Regions from separate parts of the Rattus norvegicus genome. Here region 1 is linked to region 2. The links are chromatin contacts, called in public Hi-C maps. All regions are on one chromosome and are shown on one strand. The core of a region is the stretch at or near the end of the contact, and the rest is flanking DNA. Distances in the headings are between cores, read along the strand shown.

Region 1 (5,314 bases), core at 1,508-4,007, 210 kb after region 2:
GGGCTGCTGTGATTTAGATACATTTGGTTCATTTCTATTTTCTACTCTGGATGTCAAATATGACCAAATCACCACACTTTGGGGGGTTAAAGATAATTTAGTCCGCAGCATGTGATAAATGGAGAAGGAAAGAAAAGAGGGAGAGAAAGAATGGAGAGGTGAAGAAAAGGGACAGGAGAGAAAGGGAGGGGAACGAGAGGAAGGGAAGGAAGAGGAAGAGGAAATATTGAAAGTGGAAAGGGAGTGCAGAGGGAAAAACACAGTTCAGTATCAGAAATACATCTACTAACATATATAAGCCATGCACGAATTTGCTTGATTTAATGTTTCAGTCATGGAAATGAATGTTTGTCATTCTTCAAATCAGTAGTTGTCCCTCTATGGTCTTTACGGTATAACACGGAGGCAAGAGGATAAGCTTTACCAAACTTGACAACTCATTAACTTACCTTTATAAAAACAGATTTAATTGCTTGCCTTGTATCCTGCTTTCAACTTTCTTCTCTGGTAACAAATATCAATTAAATTCTAATAACAAAGAGTCTTATTGTAGTTGTCAAATAATCCCTTTCAGGACAATTGCCCTCCCTGATTCTCCATGGGTGAAACTTAAAATTCTTTCAGCTACAATTCCTTGCCACCATTTCCCTTAACATGAGATGTGAAGGGTCTGCCAGGATAAGAAATAGGCTCAAAGAAGCAGGTGGGGGGCTGGGGCTGGGATAGCAGGTTCCTGGAGGAGAAACCAGGAAATGGGATAACATTTAAAATGTAAATAAAAATGCAATTAAAAAAGTGTGAAAAAATAGGCTTACCCTTTGAGAATATTTTCCGATACAATGAGACAGCCTCTGCAGAAGCATCAGTGTTGTGGCGACAGGATATTAGACCCTTGAGGTTGCCTATAATTTCACTATGCCAACTAGCAGCCATGTGAGGTCAGTTTATGAAGAAGATTGTCTGATTTCTGTAGCTGTTGAAAACACAGGTCTGTGGGTGACAAAGAGGAAAAACATGATCCTTTAACAAAGAATTCAGGAAGATGATGTGAACTCAGTTTTAAGTAATATTTTGTTACACTAGGACCACGTAAGGAAAACTGCTACACATGGACCAGAATGCACTGATTCCCACCCAGGAATATACATAGAGTCTGTGCCAGCCAAGGGTAGGATAGGGTGGAGCTGGCCCCAGCATCAGATTTACTAGATGTCTTTCCATTCTTTTTTTCAATTTGCTCATGATGCCTTCCCTGTCATCCATTTCTGCTCATTTTTTTCTAAGCGTCAATGTACCATGGTTTGGAAGAACTTCAACAGAGAATCACTGCTGACATGTTGACATCATAAACTTCATGCCTATCAGACAGAAGGTGGAACAGTCACCCTCACTCTCCTGTGTACAGCATCTGTCAGTCAACATTTCAAGGCAGCTTTCAGACCGTTATTAAATCAGCGACTCAAACATGCTGTTCCTGACTCGCCGAGGTTATTGTCATTCTGTGAATGCGGTTTTGTTGTCTTAGTTATGATGTGCTATCACTAGATATTTCCTTAGTCGATCAAATCTTTTTCATAAAGTTTACCTTCATAGGTAATCCCCACAATCCCAATAGATTGGTCGTGGCCTTGTCATTGTCATTTGCAAACCTCCCCTAAATTCTTCACATGGTAAAGAAAGTTTCTCCCAAACCAAGTCCCATGCAATTAAAGGCTGCAAAATGTGACAGTCATAGTCCACCATTTTTAATTCACTCCTCCTGGACAGAGCCAAACTTCATCAAGCCACTGAAGGAAGCAATACCTACCACAGTCAGGAAACTAACTGAGAAAATATATCTGTCAGAGCCTCTAGCCACCCAGAAGGAGTTAGGAAAATCTTAATCCTTAGTGAACCATGAAACCTGGGTCAGGCAGCTTACATCTGGGGATTTGTTTGCCTATGCAAATTCCGTCATAAATCACCTAATCTTCAGCGAAAAGGCCAGGGCAACAGCCGAGGTGCCAGCAGAACAGAGTTATCACCGGGTGACTAGGGTTCAGGATTCACGAGTGGATGACTCCATTGATGGCTTTAATCTTTAATGAAGTTAGCTGCTTTGACTCCCATTTGCCAGAGCCTAGCATATCAAATTCCCCTTGTTCTTGGCATTAGAGGACAGTGAGCTTAGAAGACAGCTATAACAGAGTCTGCTTGGTCCTAAGGATTTATTGTGAGAGGAAATTCTCCTATTTGGTACTTAACATTTTCTCTTTAACCCATCTGAATGACTTCAATTCCTGTTAATGCTCCCAAAGCTAGTTTTGGTGGGAGGCATGGTGGCAGGGGGTCAGAGGATAAGCCACCTTTGCCTGTAATCGCTGACCATGGCGTTGTGTTTCACACACTGTTGCCAAATCCTCCGGAGACATTCCACTGCTCACGTCATCAGTTTCCCGTTGCCTTGGTGAGGAGTCACAACATGTGTTTCTTGACAAAATCCTTTCTGTTCTAGGAATATTTAATGGCTTCTCTCTCTTTCTCAGGACTCCAACTAGCATTACAGGGGTACAAAAAGATAGGAGATTTTAAGAGAGAGACTAACAAGCCAAGGACAAGAGGGAGAGCCAGACGAAGAGCACACCTAAGGAGAAATGCCGGAGGTAGCATCCCAGCCTGTCTTTTCTGTGCATGGAAGCAAACCTAGGGCTAGACTCATGCTCCATCTGTCTCTGACTCACTCGTTATTCAAGCTATTTCCCCTCTGCAAGTCTCAGTTTGCTCAGAAATACAAGAGAAAATCCTTGTTCTTGTGAGCATGCACATGGATACACACACACAGACACACACACAGGGTGGAGAGAGAGAGAGAGAGAGAGAGAGAGAGAGAGAGAGAGAGAGAGAGAGAGAGAGAGAGAGAGAGAGAGAGAGATATTTAAAGAAGGGAAAAATGGAGAAAATTTCTGAAGAGTTATTGAATCAAATATGTGAATCTGGTTGTGGGAAGATAAGAAAGTGCCAGGTCCCTAGATGCTACCTAATATTCATGATGCTATCATCTCCCTTGCTGCATCAGTCCATTCGGGCTGTGATCTTTCCTGTAGCACATTCTATTTGTGTGACTTTAAACAACTAAGTTAATCTGCAAGTGTCATTTTTCTCATTGTAAATCAGGGATAACATTCACGTCGCCATGAGTCTCCCAGTGTTACTATGGAGAGATGAGCCAAAAAAAGGTGTGAAATGAAATGAGTTGAGACACGAAGTCTTTATTCTAACTTCAGCAAAGGAATTTTATCATCCCTAGACCCCAAGCTCCTAGACCACAGGCACCTGAACTCCTGTGTCCTTCTACCGAGGAAGGTTCTAGAAACAGCTAGTCACCAAGAAACTTTATGTTGTTCTTCAAGGGAAGCAATCCGGTAAATTACTTAAATAGGAAGGCTGGGGAGACATTGTGTAGATTTGGTGTTTTCATCTCTGAAATGTCTAGCTTAGGTAACCTTTGTGCTTTACTACACTGCAGTTCTTTTTTTCTTATTGGAAAACTCCCAGATGAATTTTAGAGCATCAGTGAGATGGCGCACAGGAAGACCTGAGAGAAGTACAAGCGTGGCGTGTGTTCATAGTACTTGCTGGCACCGTAAATTAGCCCTTCCCAGCCCCAGCCCAATTTGCATCTTTTTCTCCAAGGATCATCTGCAAGGAGAAGTTTGTCTCTGGGGTTCAGGCATGAGTAGTCATGTTGATAATTATCTCTGAGCTTGCCTACCAGGATTTGCCTCATCTCCAGACCCCCTTTGGTCCTAGAGTTTCAAAAGTTAATTGCTCTAAATTTCCCTAAGCCAATTTGGCTGATCTTAATTTTAAGGGTTTAATTTTTTTCCTTTTTTTTTTTGAGAGCCTTTGGGATATATGACTGTAGTAGTCTTCTGTTTAGCATGTTACTTACTAGTTTAAATTGAAAACATGCAAAACTGAGGCAACATGCACGTACTCATATTTATATTTATTAAAAAAAAGCATGAAGTAGTAAGAAGAGCATGTAACATACTGGGGAAGAGGACATAGGTAGATTTCTAGAATATCCCTCACCAGCCAGACTAGTCAGTAAATAAGTGCTGGGTTCACTGACAGTCCTTTTGCAAAAATTGAGGTGAGAGAAGGCTTTGTGGTTAAAAATGCATGCTGGTTTGACAATGGTCACATTGTTAGTTATGAGCACAAAAGTTTGGCAGTTCATTATTGCCTGTAACTTGAGTAGATGTAACACTGCTTGCCTCTGTAAGCACCTGTTCTTACATGCTCATATACTGAAACCATGCACGATCACGTATTTTAAAATCATTTTAATTCTATTTATAAATATAAATATCTTATTTAGAAACAGGTCAAGAGACATAGATATCAGATATCGACTTCTCCCTTTCATACTAATGTGCACAGAAAGACACACATGCATGTACACACACCCCACATACAAAATTAAAATAAAAACTGTGAGCTGATTGACAGGAATCTTGTTTCTGCAGCTTTTAATGACACCACCAGCCATCCCAGGCCTACTTCCTGACGTCCTGTGTGAAGTGTTATGTCAGTCACTTGGAGACTACAGTTATCAACTTGCCTCATTATTCTCTGCTCATCTAGGATGAAACCATGTTCTCCTGTCAATTATGCTGATATTTGACCAGCTATATGTGAGATAACCATGATTCTAGATACTATTTTGTGTTAGAACCATTCACAATTTAATGACTGATATATTCATATATAAGTAACATTTCTGTATTGAAATTTTTGATGCTTGTCACATCAATTCTCTCTCTCTCTCTCTCTGTCTCTCTCTCAAAACATTTTATTGGATATTTTTTGTATTTACCTTTCAAATGTTATCCTCTTTCCCCCTCCCATTCCACCTCCTTCTGCTTCTAAAAAGATGCTCCCACCCACCTACTCCCACTTCATTGCCCTGGCATTCCCCTACACTGGAGAAACAAGTCTTTACAGGAGAAAGGGTTTCTCCACTTATTGATGCCAGACAATGCCATCCTCTGCTACATATGAGACTGGAGCCATGGGTCCCTCCATGTGTATTCACTGGTAACACCAATGGCTTATGCTCTAAGATCAAGAATCAGAACCTCATAAAATTGCAAAGCTTCTGTAAGGCAAAGGACTCTGTCAATAGGACAAAATGGCAATCAACAGATTGGGAAAAGACCTTTACCAATACTATACCTGATTAAGGGCTAATATCTAACATATACAAAAATATCAAGAAGTTAGACTCCAGGGAATCAAATGATCCTATTAAAAATGGGGTACAGAGCTA
Region 2 (5,001 bases), core at 730-3,229:
TCAGATGTCTGTTATTTCCACTCACCCCTGTTAGTTGATACAGTCGTGAAGATCAGGAAAGTAACAGCATCATAGAACAAAAGGCATATCATGAGTGTAATGGGATCATTGGGTAAGAAATAACAGCCCCTGGATTCCAATGGCTGAAGTTCAAACTAAATAAAAACATCTAGCAGGTAAGCCTTAAGCCTGTTTTAGCTCCCAATTCACCCCTAAATTCAGCATTTATCCTAAATAAAGTTGGTGTGGTGTGTGTGTGTGTGTGTGTGTGTGTGTGTGTGTGTGTGTGTCTGTGACTATGTGTGCAAGTACATATGCACCTGATTGTGCATGCGTGTAAAAACCAGATGACAACCTCCAGGGTCATGTGCCCCCAGTGCTGCCCACTTCTGACCAGTCCATTTATTTATTTGGAGTCAAGGTTTATTACTGGTTTGGAATTTACCAATTCATCTGGACAGTTCAACCCAAGAATCTGTGTATATCTGTTTTAAGTAATTTAAGGACTAGAGAGGCTTTTTATTTTTTTTATTACCCCAAACATGTCTGATTCTGAGCATTGGAATTTTGCTTCACAAATCTTTTTCATTTTAACACCCCCACTTGTAGAAATGCACTACCTACTGTAAGATGCATAAGTGCTATAAATGCATGTTTATAACCTGTTATAAATGGTATAAATGCTCCTTTCCTCAGGTTTTCACAACCACTTTGGGAGTTGGTCATATTTGCATATCATTAATACATAATAATTTACAAAACTGAATGATTTTGCTTTAAATAAGAAATTTGACACAAAAAAATTATCTCTATAAAAATCTCTTCTTTTATATGCTACTTATAGTTTCCTAGTCCTTATCAAACTCTAAAAATGAATATTCTATAGGAATATGGTATCATCTTGGCCGTTAACTACTGTGTGGACATTTTCTGATTGTATTGCATCTAATTATACTCAAGTAGGTATGTGTTCCACTGCTCCGAGATTTCTGTGGGTCTTTCCACGAGTAATGTTACCACTCTTTGTCTCCAGACAATATGGTGGAGCTACAACATTAGGGGCTGTGGAAAATTAAGGCATGCCTTTTCTAGTACAAGAGAGAAAAATTTAAAAGAGAAGATAGTCTCCCTCCAATCTTCATCTTCCCCTGGTTTGAATATATTTCAGGAAAGTTCTAGGCAAATGTATTACCCCAAGGTGGAAAGAGAGATTGGTAAATGCATTAAATATGGAATGATGTCACTCACCAATCAAGGCAGCTGCATGGACTAGTTTGGCAAAAACTGACTTAATTTTTGATTGATAGATAGATAGATAGATAGATAGATAGATAGATAGATAGATAGATAGGTAGGTAGGTAGGTAGGTAGATAGATAGATAGATAGATAGATAGATAGATAGATAGATAGATAGATAGATAGATAGATAGATGATGGATAGATGGATCTCATTAACCTTAGTACAAACAAGGTAACAGAGAGTAGGTCAGAGCCCTCTGCTGGCTAGCTTTCTATCTTGTAGACATCGTTTTCTTCTGGTACATGCCTATGATCAGGCTCTTCAGACTCTTCAAAACAATGCTGCGCTGAGGAGCAAAGTGAAACAGTGTGGCCAGTGTTTCTAGAACCCAGAGTCACAACCCACTTTAAAGGAATCGTTGGCCAGGAAGCTAAAAAAAAGCACCCTGGACAAACTACTGATGTGAGTTACACTCTGAGTATATGTACAGGACAGCACAGTGTGAGCTATGGAGAGCTGATAACAGCAACCTTAGCACAAAAGCAAAGTTCAGTCTGCTGGGAAAGGGAGAGCTTAGGAGTATTCAGTGAGAGGTGAGCAAGGACGCCATCCCTTGTTAGTTAACACAGCTGACAGGATGCTGAACACTCCCAGAGGGCACATTAACCAATGCCTAAAGGTGCTGTAAGCACCAGACTTGGAGGTCATCATTTCCAGCACATGAGTCATTCTCACAAGAGTGAAAAATTTCAAGGGGACCAAAGCATTTGCCAGGGAGAAGCTTAAGTGTGTGCTTAGCTTGTGCTCAAAATCACCATCACTAGGGAAAGAACGGCCTGCCAGTCTTCCATTATTCACATTTTCCCTGCCTTTTATCAGCACACATGGATATAGAGAGTGTTCACATAGCATCTGCTGGCCTCAGCTGAGGTGGGAACGCCCTCTTACATCATAGGCGTCTACAGAATGTCCTTTTGAAGCCTGGGAAAGTTGCTAACAAACTGCAGAAATGTGGTTAGAATTGAACCTTTATATTCTTGCTACAGCTCAGCACTGCCTGGTGAGGCACGCAGAGCATCTCAGTACAGGCCAAAGGGCAAAAAAGAACTTTGTGAAGTTCTGTTTCGCCAAGCAGATGCGTCGATCTCAGGGAGTGACACACAGGACTTGAGTGTGTGTGTGTGTGTGTGAGTGTGTGTGTGTGTGTGTGTGTGTGTGTGTGTGTGTGTGTTTTAATTGCTCTGGCCAATTTTATGGATGTGGGCACCATATGTGTAAAACTTCCTGAGACAATCCTTAATTCAAACACTCTGTTACACAAACCTACTTTCCCACTAAAAGAACAATGTGTCTATGCAGCTTCTCTGTTCAGTTAGAGAAAAAGGACTGTTTCAGTCCTAGATCCTAAGATGACTTAGAAATTTACATTCTGTAAATATTAAAAATGTAAAACTTGAATTTGGGGAGTGGCAAGATCACATTTTTAGCTCATTGACTTTTACCTAGCAACTGGACTTGGATTTGATAGCAATTACTTAGTAAGTTCCGTTCTCCCCAGAAATCTAGGTTAAATCAAAATGTAAGAGAAGGGGTTACTCAAACACAGTATAATCTCACAGTTTATCAACCCCTGTCCATCTGTCCATCCATGTTCTTATCTACCTGTTGTTTTTACTAGTGTATGCCATGACATAAAATATTGCCTGACTTACAATTAATGTGCCATAAATATCCACGGAGTGAATGATAGTTCATTAAAATCCTCCTCATCATCGCCATCCCATTTGTAGTGGCTGCTAACATTTGTTTATCATTTATTCACCTCAAGGGGTAGAGAAAGGCTTTTGTTCCATTTTAAGGTATAATATTTTTCATCTTAATGTCTATAGGCGGCAAGCATATTATTAATCGTATACTACAATACATGTATATGACAAAGAAAGAGACACGTTGAGCATGGAAGTGACCGGCCCAACGTCATGAACCAGGAGTAGGACCCACACAATGTCCAAATATTCAGAGAGCATTTTCTGTGAAATTGAATCATTATGAGAAATTAGACACAAGTCTCGTTTCTAGCTAAAACAAACAAACCAAAACTGAATATCATGAAGAAAGAAGGGAAGAGCTTTAAGGTGTGTTCTTGCAGGTATGGTGTGTAGACAGTGAATATGGAGCTGGATATACTGCCAGGCAATACTCAAAACCCCCCAGGCTTCTGTACTTTCCCATATGCACGTAGCCTGAAGACATGGAAAATAGTGTTGCTTCCGAATAAGCTTCTGGCCCATCTATGCAAGCACAACTTTAATGGCAGCAGCAGAAATCCCGCCTTCCTGTGAGAAAGACACTACTGTTCCAAGAGCTGCCACCTGTGGAGAGGACTATACTGGTCACCCATCTCCCACACGTGAGGCCCCGGGTCAATAAGCATCAGACAGAGCCTTTTCCTCACCCTTGACCTTTTGTGTCATAAAGACAGGAAGCTATTGAATAAGAAGAGGCTATCAGCTGTGCTCCTTGTCTTAGGACCCTGTTGAGAACAGAGTTCTCATAGGTTTCACATAGCACTCATCTACATTTGATCTGGGGAGCTGACGTTCACTCAGATTTGTTGCATGTGCATCTGGAAAAGCAACTGAAATTAGATCAGATGGTACCTTCCCAGTATTTACAGTTTAATGACTATGAGGAGTCCCAGACTTTCTCTAGAAGACTTTGGGGCAATAAAGATAATAAAGACAAAAGATATGCATGATTCCTGAGAGCAATTATAAGTTGCAGTCTGAGCAACTTTATGAGTACGGGGTCATGTTTGGGGTACAAGGGATAAGAGGATCATCTTTTATGCCCTGAAAGGCTATCCCCTGAGGCCCCACTCTGTTCACCAATCTTCACACAGCTTTGCAATTTGGCTCTAATGACTTGTGGCTGTAATGTGTGCGTGTATGCTGACTCTTCAACTGGAGAGATTATGAGGCCTTGGCCAGTTTAGTAAAAGTTTTGAAATCAGATGTACTTATGTTCAAAAACAGCTTTATCGTTCATTCCAGAGAATGTGGCCTTAGGAAGACAGTGAGTTGAGAGTGAATCCAAATTCCTCCTTTTAATCACTGTGTAACCTTGAACAAGGTGCATAATAAGATAGGCTACCTTCAGTTTCTGAAACTATAGAATAGAGCTATCATATGGAGTCTCAGAAAAGAAAAAGATAATGAGATTGACAAAAAGGAGAATCCCATTCACATACTGAAAAAGACATAACTATTAATGAAATCTTTATAACTTTCTTTTCTTGAAATGCATTTTTACTTGAAATATGGTATATACTTAAAAATCTTTCTTGTGGTCATTGTTGATATAAAGCAATATTTTAATGCAAATAAGGAATAATAATTTGTAAGTTAAACTTGTACTTCCTTTCCTCCTCATTACAACTTCAAATCCATTAAAGACTCTAAGTTGTGACCAATATGTAATCACATCAGGGCACAGAGATGACAGGATTCACTTAAAGGATATTTCTTTAACGAGAGCATTGTTCCAAACTCTATCAATATGTAAAGCCAGTACTGAGACATGAACTTTCTTTACCATAAATTAATTTAAATGTTTTATAAGTGCTTCGCTTTTAATCCTATAGGCCTCATATTCTATGCACGATCTTTAGAACTGGGAGTGTTGATGCAGGCACGTGACAGCAGCAATGATGATGGTCACTTTTACAATAAAAGATCTCCACACGGGGTAACTTTCTGCC

What was found. A called contact is a pair of places that touch in the nucleus more often than the background predicts.
Region 1: a Hi-C map of the A7r5 cell line shows a contact between it and region 2, with 6 times the contacts expected there. The contact joins two enhancer-like sites. A contact is called at or near these places in 11 of 12 Hi-C or Micro-C datasets (the A7r5 cell line, the Rat2 cell line, Schwann cells and 7 more).

Annotation. Positions count from the first base shown.
Region 1 is chr7:90,232,709-90,238,022 of GRCr8, forward strand. No RefSeq gene overlaps it. Among named protein-coding and RNA genes, the nearest start is that of Has2, 210 kb to the left of the region's middle. Within about 2 kb of position 2,758, at least 9 of the 93 cell types and tissues checked have an H3K27ac peak or open chromatin away from gene starts, as enhancers often do. A contact at or near this core is called in the A7r5 cell line and Schwann cells, where this site is marked.
Region 2 is chr7:90,019,567-90,024,567 of GRCr8, forward strand. All of the region lies in intron 1 of Has2 (hyaluronan synthase 2), which reads right to left. Among named protein-coding and RNA genes, the nearest start is that of Has2, 6.9 kb to the right of the region's middle. Within about 2 kb of position 1,980, at least 6 of the 93 cell types and tissues checked have an H3K27ac peak or open chromatin away from gene starts, as enhancers often do. A contact at or near this core is called in the A7r5 cell line and Schwann cells, where this site is marked.